2 separate regions of the Bombyx mori genome follow, and region 1 is linked to region 2. The links are chromatin contacts, called in public Hi-C maps. All regions are on one chromosome and are shown on one strand. Each heading gives the region's core, a stretch centred on a gene start, on an enhancer-like site or on the middle of the called end of the contact. The rest is flanking DNA. Distances are from core to core; before and after follow the strand shown.

What was found. A called contact is a pair of places that touch in the nucleus more often than the background predicts.
Region 1: a contact with region 2 is called in a Hi-C map of posterior silk gland, with 2.5 times the contacts expected there. The contact joins the promoter of LOC101744256 here to the promoter of LOC101741707 in region 2. A contact is called at or near these places in 2 of 7 Hi-C or Micro-C datasets (middle silk gland and posterior silk gland).

Annotation. Positions count from the first base shown.
Region 1 is chr3:2,491,497-2,496,404 of ASM3026992v2, forward strand. It overlaps LOC101744256 (26S proteasome regulatory subunit 7), which reads right to left and starts at 2,020. Exons shown (of 10, transcript XM_004923917.5): 1 at 1,786-2,020; 2 at 1,671-1,708; 3 at 1,377-1,550; 4 at 618-757. The coding sequence starts at 1,858. It overlaps LOC101744452 (GMP synthase [glutamine-hydrolyzing]), which reads left to right and starts at 3,861. Exons shown (of 16, transcript XM_004923919.4): 1 at 3,861-4,021.
Region 2 is chr3:1,669,185-1,674,316 of ASM3026992v2, forward strand. LOC101741707 (heat shock protein 60A) reads right to left here and starts at 3,188. Exons shown (of 3, transcript XM_062674872.1): 1 at 3,034-3,188. It overlaps LOC110384829 (histone acetyltransferase KAT6A), which reads left to right and starts at 4,166. Exons shown (of 11, transcript XM_062674881.1): 1 at 4,166-5,132. The coding sequence starts at 4,898. LOC692855 (adenosine kinase) reads left to right here. Exons shown (of 6, transcript NM_001046700.1): 6 at 1-477.

The sequences.
Region 1 (4,908 bases), core at 770-3,269, 820 kb after region 2:
CATCTCCAGAGCTGTAGAACAAATTTCCGGCATTGTATCAATAATATATGATTGATGGTTTATATAACTTTAATCGAACACTAGGTCTTCCAAACTAGATGGAATTCAATATTATATGTTGTTCAAGAAATACCTTCAATGGTAAGCTACTGCCAATGAATTTGAAAAGCAATGAACAATTGTTTTAGGAGAGTTGTATCAGCAACATATTGATACTTAAAATAGGTTACTTTCTTGACTCTCCAGGATCCTAACTACCAAGGTTGGGGATAGTGCAATTCAATTCATACCATACATTATAAAAACCGATGACTGATTTAAACTGTAATACCAAAAAGTCAAGAGCCTAATGTCTCAGTTAGGATGAAACATATTATAACCTTAAAATATCTTACTGGTAATCACTTAATAATATTACAAATACACTTTCATTAACATATTGATATGTTACACATGTTTGGTATTTGTATCTAATACATTGAATAAAAAACTGCATAATATACAAACTACCAAAAGTGTTATCTGATCATTATTATTAAGTGTAGTATGTGTAGTAGTAGTAGTAAGTATCATGAAGTGTTATATGATAATGAAGACATTATTTACTTCAAACTTACCCAACCCTCATGCCTTCTTCAATATCAGTGGGTGCGACGGAGTCTTGTAAATCGACAACAAACTTTGCAAACTGCTTCACGTTAATTATGTATTTTGGATCATTCGAATCTGCATTAATGATTTTCGTACACCGTGCTACCTATTTAAAATGTTACAAATTTATATCAAATTGACCTTACAAATTATGAACGTTTCATTAGTACATGTGATTTTTTTTTTTAATTGTCCTGTACTGTGTAGCTTTGATAATGAACTTAAAATGCCAAAGATATTCTAATACAGGATTTCTTTTATTTAGGAATTTGACTAGAATGCAGTCTAATCCTTTACGACAGCAATCATATTTAATTCCAATTTAATGTCTGGGAGATTCACTTACACTGCTTTCTCGTGGGTTCCAGAGAAAGACACTAATAAGATAATTTGGTACCTACATGTCTTTGTGACTTGCAGTCCTGTAATGCTTGATACAAGTACAGAATGCAATTTATCTTGTAGGCTACAATAAATTCTAGATTTAGTAAAATCAACATCCTTAAATTATACTTATCTTCCCTATCACCACTATTTTACCTTATTTTAAAACAATTTAGAAATAAATACTCTTTATAAGACAGAACTTCAATACACTTAAGACTATTGGATAGTTGTTCAGAAACTAGCAACAGTCTAGATAAACTTAAATATAGGTTAACTGTTCATCTCCAAAAAAAAACTGTAGGAGTTGAGTGACCAGTTCAAGAATACACATACTGTACCTGTAGTGGTTGTTCATTCTGTAGTGTCTGTTTATCAGCTGCTAGATCCCACAAGGCTGGAGGAGCCAACCCTGTGTCTGACTCTTTGATGCCTGTCAGTTCATTAACCCTCTTCATTACTGTCTGAATTCCTTCTTCTACTTCCTTAATGATTTTTGTGTACTGTCCTTGGCCCTATGGGACGGCATACATTTTAATTCATCAGAAAACAAATAACTTCTAATTTGCCAGTCATTCATCTATGGATTTTTTCTTTGATTAAATGTATTTCAAAGGTTATAGACTATAACTTACGTATGACTTCAAAAGCGCAATATCACCCTCGTCGAGAGCTAAAAAATAAAGTAAGCAATTATTTTATCAATATAAAACATGTAGGTTAATGGTAGAAGTCATTCATAAAACTTACATTTTATTTCTTTTTCCGGCTCTTCTTTATCATCTTTCACTTTGCGCATATCATTCCCTAAATGGTCAGGCATTTTTAATATTTATTCCCACCAAGCGATTAATTTTACAATTCAGCATCCACAGCTCAACAGTCTTTGAAAATAAAGCAATCGACAAAAATCCAAATTGATTGTCAAGTCAATGTTTGCAATATCAATATTCTCCGTTTCACGAAAATGTCCACAAGGTTTTCAAGAAGAAACAAAAATAGGTATGATTTCATGAACATTGAAGTTTTTCTCAATTTTTATATTCTAATGTACTTCGAAATATATTTTTTGAGAAAGTATTTTTTTATTTTCGTTTCTATTTAATATTAATCATGAATCTCAGGATGTTCAATGATTTATATTATTCTGCGTAGTTAGAAATGTAAAAACCAGCATTGCCATATCGTTAATTTTTCTACGATGTTGTGTATTTTCACGGTGAAATATTTTATTTAACGACATTTTATTATTTTCTTTTTCCATAAAATAAGTAGCACTTGTATTTTTCTATCACTTTGAAAATATAATTACATACAATATAATATAAAAATTAATTTACTCACAAGTGTCCACAGTTGAATTAAAGAATCACAAAACTAAAAACGTCGTTGAAGCTCACAAAAAACATGTTTTAAAGAGTACGTTATAGGAATAAGCAATCTCAGCTTCTAGCTGTAATGTTTATATTCATTCAGATGCGTTTTATAAAAATGGAACATTACGAAATCATTATTTTATTTACATAAACGCTCTCTCTATTTATTTTATTTTGTGCCTACCTACTGCTAGTAATCTTATAAAGGGTCATACTAGCTTGACAAGACACACCTCACGGGTCTCGTTTGGTATTGTTTGTAGCCTCGACAAGTTTTGCTAGGCTTATCGAACGACAACAAGCGGACGGTAGGTGAATGGTGACTGGTGCTTCGAATGCCTTAAAGTACTGATAGTGGATAGGGAGAATCTGAAATGACATGTTTTGGAAGACGGTGACTGTTTACCGTTTGGTCATCTTGTGTACTCGCTGCAACAGTTTTTGTACATGACGATCGTCTTTTAATTGTGACACCACAAACATAACGAGACGCGTGTGTCGTCGTCGAGAAAAGGCGAAAAAGGGGAACTGTTTGTGAAATTTGTTCAAAGGCACCGACCAACTGAGCGAGGCGTATATATCACTTCCAAAGATGCGAAGACACCGCTGCTGGCTGCATTGCGATGTTTTTTTTTCACCGTGCGTCGCCGCTAGTAATGGGTAGTTCGATATATAGGGATGCCGCCACATATTTATTACGAACATAATAATATGAAATCATACTATTATGTTGATCTTATCGCAATTTCAATGTTGGTTTACCAAAAAAATGGATTATATACGCTATTTCTGCGGCTTATAGACACCACAACTTTAATACTACTGCCGACAAAAGACTACGATCATCAATACTCAGGCTACGATCATCATTCTTGGATACTTTTACTTAGAGCTTGCTGGCAACTCCAATAAAGAACAATGATGACAAGCATTTTAAAGATACCATAAAGATATTTTTTCTTTTGCTTCATTCACTTCTAAAATAGGCAAAAGGAACTAAGACTTTAATTGAAGTAATAAGTGAAGTGAAATTTAATAAACTTAGTAAGACAATGGGAATTAACTAAAACTAATGGTCCTCTTAGAAGATAATGAGAAGATATTTCCATGGATTTTTGGACCATCCATTTATAAAACACATGATACACTAAATGCTTATTGAGTCAATACCATTGAACAATTAAAGTATTGGAACTACCAAACTATTAAAATATAAGGATTTAGAAGATTTTAAGTTCATGACCAAAACATTTTAAAATATTAAAAATCTGTGAATTTAGGTTGAGTTCATATTTTAGGAATGCAAAATGTTTTAATTTAAAAACAGAATTTGTTTAGTTACATATTTAAAATTTTTTTTTTGCTTATTTTTACTGTGTAATTTCGGAATACATCATCAGTTTCAATTTCGATTTCCTTAAACAATATATCATTAACAGTGAATAATTAAACAGTATTCACATGAACGCATGTTTAATGACAGCGCGCGCTACTCAACCTAGTGACCAAATCCAGTACTAAAATTTTGTATTCGTAGTACTGAATGGAGTCACATTTATTCTCATTTTTCATGAACTTATTCTTCTGAAATACTATTTACTTTATTTTAGGTAAGTGATAAATGCCATAATAAGGGAGATGATTATGTAAATATTCGTAATTAACAAACAACAATGGCTGCTTCGAACTGTCTCTCCGGTTGACCCAAAATGTTCTGTCATTGCCCGGTTTTATTCGTCATCTACAAAATAAATCAAGCCATTTTTCACGTATATAATTGCAACCATTATGTGATGAGCTTATGAAGACAACAAGACATTTTAAGTGTTAAATTGACGACGGTAAGTGTTTTCAAGATTACGTAGGTACGAGATGTCGCGCGTAAACCTCTTCGTTCATTGCTTTCGTTGTTTTAAACATATTTTTTGTTTTTATCTACACGTTATCTGCCCTGTTATCAAAAGATCTTGGATCATCTCGTTTCATGCAATAATGTTTATTGGTAATATTGTCTCTCAACTATGTTTTGCATTCTAAGGAAGGTTCGTATTTTCTTGTCTTTGTTTCTTAAAAAAAGAGATATAAATCTCAAACGAAATAAATCAATCAAATTTCAATCGTTACATCACTAGGTAGTCACTTGATTTTAATGTTTGTCTAATATTTATCACAGGGTGACCACTGATAACCCTATTGCTCAACCTAACCTTAGTGATTTGCAACATTTAATTTTTTAATAATTATTTACATCACTGACTACAACAGGGTAAGGTTTTAATAAAATATTTAATAATTATTACTGTCTTAGAAGCTTTGAATTAGAAATGTCATAATGACTGTTTGAACGGTGTAAGTGCCTGTGTCGGATAAATTTTTCAATAGCAAGTATGGGCAGACGATTTGGTGTTTCATTCATCTAATAAATAAATGGTCAGAATACTACTTAATACTATAACTATTTGAATTTTTAATTTTGATAAACTTAATATAGTATATT
Region 2 (5,132 bases), core at 1,938-4,437:
CTCGAATATTATACAATTAGTTGTTGAACATTAATTAGGGTTGTTAAATAGGGTATTTTACTAGTGGCGAAAAAAATCTAGGTAAGCAATCGAAATATCATCTTTTCGCATTAAAAGTTTACAATTTCCAAAAATATTCGAAATTGAGTTAATATGCGGAATCATTTGGTACCAGTATTTTTCTCATAAATACTGTCAAAAGAGCGTAGTTTAGTTTTAGTGTTTTTTTTAATTTACTTATATTTTGACTGCTGTTGACAAAATTAGTACATAATTTTATCTTACTTTAAAAGACAAATAATGCAACTGGTAAAAACTAAAAAATAAATGTTGCAAAGATGATTAATATTAAAAATATCATATGTTAAACCTTTAAAACACTCTCCTGTAAAATATGGTAACTTTTGTGATTATACAGTTTTAATGCGAGAAGACGATATGCTAATTTTGTGTTAAATAATTAATTTCAAATACCTATGCAATATTTTTTATCTATTATACAAGTAACGGATTCGGTGGCTGGCCATAATATATATTATGTGTTTGACATAATTAAATACCTACTAAAAGTCAAATGCATATCCTGTTTGTCTACACTTATTTCGCACACATCTTGATAATTTCTTGAGTCTTATTTAAACAGTTCCCAAATGTTAATCAGACTTTTATTTTGTTTATTAACTTCAAAATCAAAGGCACTAGCCTTGCATTCTAGCATATTTACAACTAGCACTTTACAACTTTCCTGGTGTTTCCTTTGACATTCTTTTATCCAGAATAATCACACCAGTGCTACATATTGGAACTGTTTACTGAACTACAAAGCATAAAGTTAAATTAGTTTCTTAATTCCCGTAATCTAACAAAGATTAGTTATTTATTTTGTCCAGTATAGTGTTCACTAAGTAGTGATGAACCATTTTTTTTAATGTAAATTACAAGAGTTAGTGATTTTAGACAAAAAAAAAAACTAGTGACTTATTACCAAACACTCAAACTAATCCCAATTAAAAAGGTGGCAGTTTTGGATAAAAGCCATTTTCTCAAAATATATGCAAAAGTGTGGATTTGTATTTGTTTGAGTTTTCAACCGCCCATGACTGAAAAATATTAACTTCAATTTATCATTAATAGAAACCAAGAAGTATTAAATTAGATCTGAAATGCTTATTATATTCTGAAACAAAAGAAAACAAAATAATTTACTATTTTCATGTTATTATATATTATTTTACTTTTAAGATTATAATGTCTTTGAAAGCTATATAACTACATCAGTTCCATTTTTTGGCACAAATTAACAATAAGGTAAATATAATTATTCGAATTTTAAGTAACTCTCTTATTCATTTGTTTTGATAATCAGTTTTGAAAAAAATAGTAGAAAAAGAACTTTTATCATTATGATCATCAACATAAACACCTTTTCTAATTAATATATAATTATAGTGACAATTTTGTCAATGATTGAGTAATATTTTCATGTTATTCTTTAAAATATCATAAACTGCAAGGATATATGTTTTAAATATCATATGAACACTATTGTGTAGTGTACAATATGTATCACCCAATTAGGTGCAGTGGCTCTTTCATCTCCAAGTAATGGCATGCAGCGATATGTTTCATAAACAGTGAACTTTTTGGTACTGTCCATCAGCTTGCTAATACTCCTTGTTATACAACCAGCATATGTCACGTTGTCTAGATTAAATCTACGCATAATCTGTGCAGATTTTGTGTCAATGCAGATTTTATTTTTACACACCAAACAGCAGCCAGTCTTCAATATGTTTGTTTTAGGTTTTGGAAGCCTGTAATATTATAATAATAGTGAATGTATACAATTTAATGTATGTACTTATTATTTTTAAAATGTGTCAATAAATTTTGTTTTGAAATAGGTTTTTTTAACCTATATACAAGTTTTCGAGTTTTTTTTTCCTCAGAGTTCGTCTTAGAACAATTCTTTTTTTTAACCCTGGGGAATATTAACGTATACCCAGTCGAGGGGGTAACGGACCTGGTTATGTCGAGCTTCGGCGCCTTGAAAAAGGCGCGTGAGGCACTCGCCCCGCAAAACCGACTACCGACTAAATCCTATCCCTCCACACCGCTTACATCAAACCTACGGTACCGCAGTGCGCAACGAAAGTCCCCCTTCGCCGGTACCCGTCTTGATTATACTGTGGGATTCCATCTCCGAGAATATCCCGAAGGACGTCGTCTCACAGCCCCTACGGGGGGTGAGTGGGCGCTTCTCGCTCGCTTCCCCCAGCCCGCCTCTGCACGATTGTTTAAATTTATTATATTTTAAACTAGCTAACACGCTAGAGAACAGAACTATTACTATAACGTATGTCAATTATCGATGGTGGCAAAAAAAAGATAAATTATATAAAATTATTGGGGCTTTTACCGCATTTTAAATATTTTCCTCAGCTCTTGACGGTTGTAGACGCATTACACAATAAATTTCGTTGCAAATATTTAGAATACGCTACCAAAATATGCGAATATTGTTAATAACTTTATTATCCAGGCTGCTAAACATGAAACGAAACTCAAAGTCTCAACTTATAAATACAAATTATTTTATTAGAACAGGGTAGGTAGATATTAAGTGAATTATCTATGGCCATAGATTATACACTTAAATCTATGGCTAATAGCAGGTATTGCTACCTATTGGTTGTATTGGTACCTACCATGGAGTTATTAAGTACGGTATCTACCTACCTACCTACCTGAAAGTTTTACTGTGTATATACCTAGCATATACCGTGGTTATACATAGTAGGTACCTAGTAGTAGTAGTTTTATCATTTAAGTATCATCAGGTATCATACCATACAGCCTACTCTCACATACATTTTTTTTTAATGAAAAATGGTTTTATGAAATGAAATGAAGTTGATTAATATGAAACGTGGCATGAAATGAAATGATATGCGATGAAATATAATCTCAGTAAAATTGTGGTAATTACTGAGACTTTTTCAGTGGACTTTCTGGAGGATCCTGCGATGTTACCTTCAGCGGTTTTGTTTCATTTTTCCACATTAGTGCACTTTCACAGATACTAAATAGTTAATAAGCCACCTTTGTTAGAAATTTAAACCTGAAGAAATAATAAACAGACAAAATAAAACAAGCCACCCAACTTCACTTCTCGCGTTCCCGCCAAAAAGTCAAGTTTTGTTAAATTGCCATTTTTTTTTAAATTAAATTCATTATACTTAGGAAATGGTAAGGGGTTCACAGACCGTACGTGCTGCCTCAATACTAGTAAATAGATAGAACTCTATTAGATAGTTGCACAACGGCGTTAAAATTTTGTCCCCGAAATCTGATATCAAGGTAACTAAAAGGTAATAATTATGTCCTATTAAGCATTTATCATGCGTGAAAATGTACACAAGTGTAACAAAAATTAAACAGTCATGGTGCTTCGGGTTTTGTCTGAAATTTTAATAAAATCCCGCGATTTTATTGAGCAATTTTCATCTTCTTTCTTTTTCATCTCATATCATACAGTTTCGTTCAATTTCATTCGAATTGATAGCAATTTCAGATTTCAATAAACTTCATTGTATTCCGCTCAATTAAAATTTTCAGATTATTATAACTAAGTACAAATTATAAATATGCATTATCCAAGATTTAATTAATTCGAGGGTAACATTGCAAAATTATATGATAGCTAATAATAACATAAATGTCAATACATAATTTAAAAAAAAACAACCGATTACATCTGTTTTTTATAATTTCTTTAATTATTGAAAACAGAATAATAATTTAGGTCGTTTAAAAAAAAAAATGTTTTTATCCTTAACGGAGGAGCATCTTGTACAAGGGACAAGTTGAAAAAGTGTCTGCTGTACTGTAAACAACAAGCTATTGTGGTAAGACTCCCCGAAATAACGATAGTGCAGGAAATGGAACTGATATGAATATAGCAGTTTTAACAGTTGCTAAACCTTCTCTACATGACTGACTCCTTGACTTTACCCATCCATATCAGCTAAGCTACAAGGTCTTTGAATAATGAGCGATCATCCCATCCACAAAAAAACTTTGTGAAATTTTGATTTATTGTTATTAAAGACAGACAATTTTACTCCCCATCCCAAAATTGTTCATTTCTCCTGGAAATTAGTAAAGGCAGGGCCACAGCCGCGGCCGAACCGATTCTCCAGTATCCGTGTATTTATTTTAATTTTATTGGCAATACCCCGATGACAGACAGGATATCAAACATTTTTTAACAAGGCAATATAATTGATAGCCATTTTGAAGAACCTTTTGTTGGTGTTTTGTGAATGTTTTCATGTTAATTAAAAAAAATCTATATTTTTGAAAACATAATACAATGTAATAAATTATTATTAGAAAATAAAATAAATAAATAATCAAATGTACAGACAGACTTGTTGTTATTAAGTGCAATTGTGATAAGAAAACCGGAAGAAGTCACCGTACAATAAATAATAGTCCTGTAAAAGTTGTTATTAAGTTATTGTTATCACCGTGAAAAGTTTTCATTTTCGTAGTTGTTGTCATAAACACATTATTTTAATTGTTGGAAATTGTCTTAAGACAGTCGATCGCATGTTTTTTTCTGCACACAATTTGGATTGTCACAAGATGGCGGCCATTGGATGCTCGCTCTGCCAAAACCCGCTACGAAGCGATGTGTCATCGACGACGGGCTTCCGAAACATGCTGTAAACCGGCGTCTCGCACCTCGAGCGATACCTCCTGTCGCACTACGCGGGGTTCCATTATATAAAATGGAATTTCGCTCGAGGCGCGAAAATGCAATGGGTGTTGACATAAGTTCAATACCGAACCGTTACACAGAAGACTGTCCATAGCTAAATAATCGAAGAAAATGTGTGATCCAGACGAAGTTGGGAAAGAAGTGTGGAAGCGATGGATCTTGGAAGCGATTCACAAGATTCGTTCGCAGAAACAGAGGCCGAGCGTGGAGAGAATCTGTCATGCCATCAGACAGCATCACAACTATCACGAAGATATAGTGTCCGAGCGGCTAGAACGCGCCGTTCGAGAAGGTGTAGTGCTCAAAGTGTACAACAAGGGCCAAAGCTCATACAAAGACCCTGGGG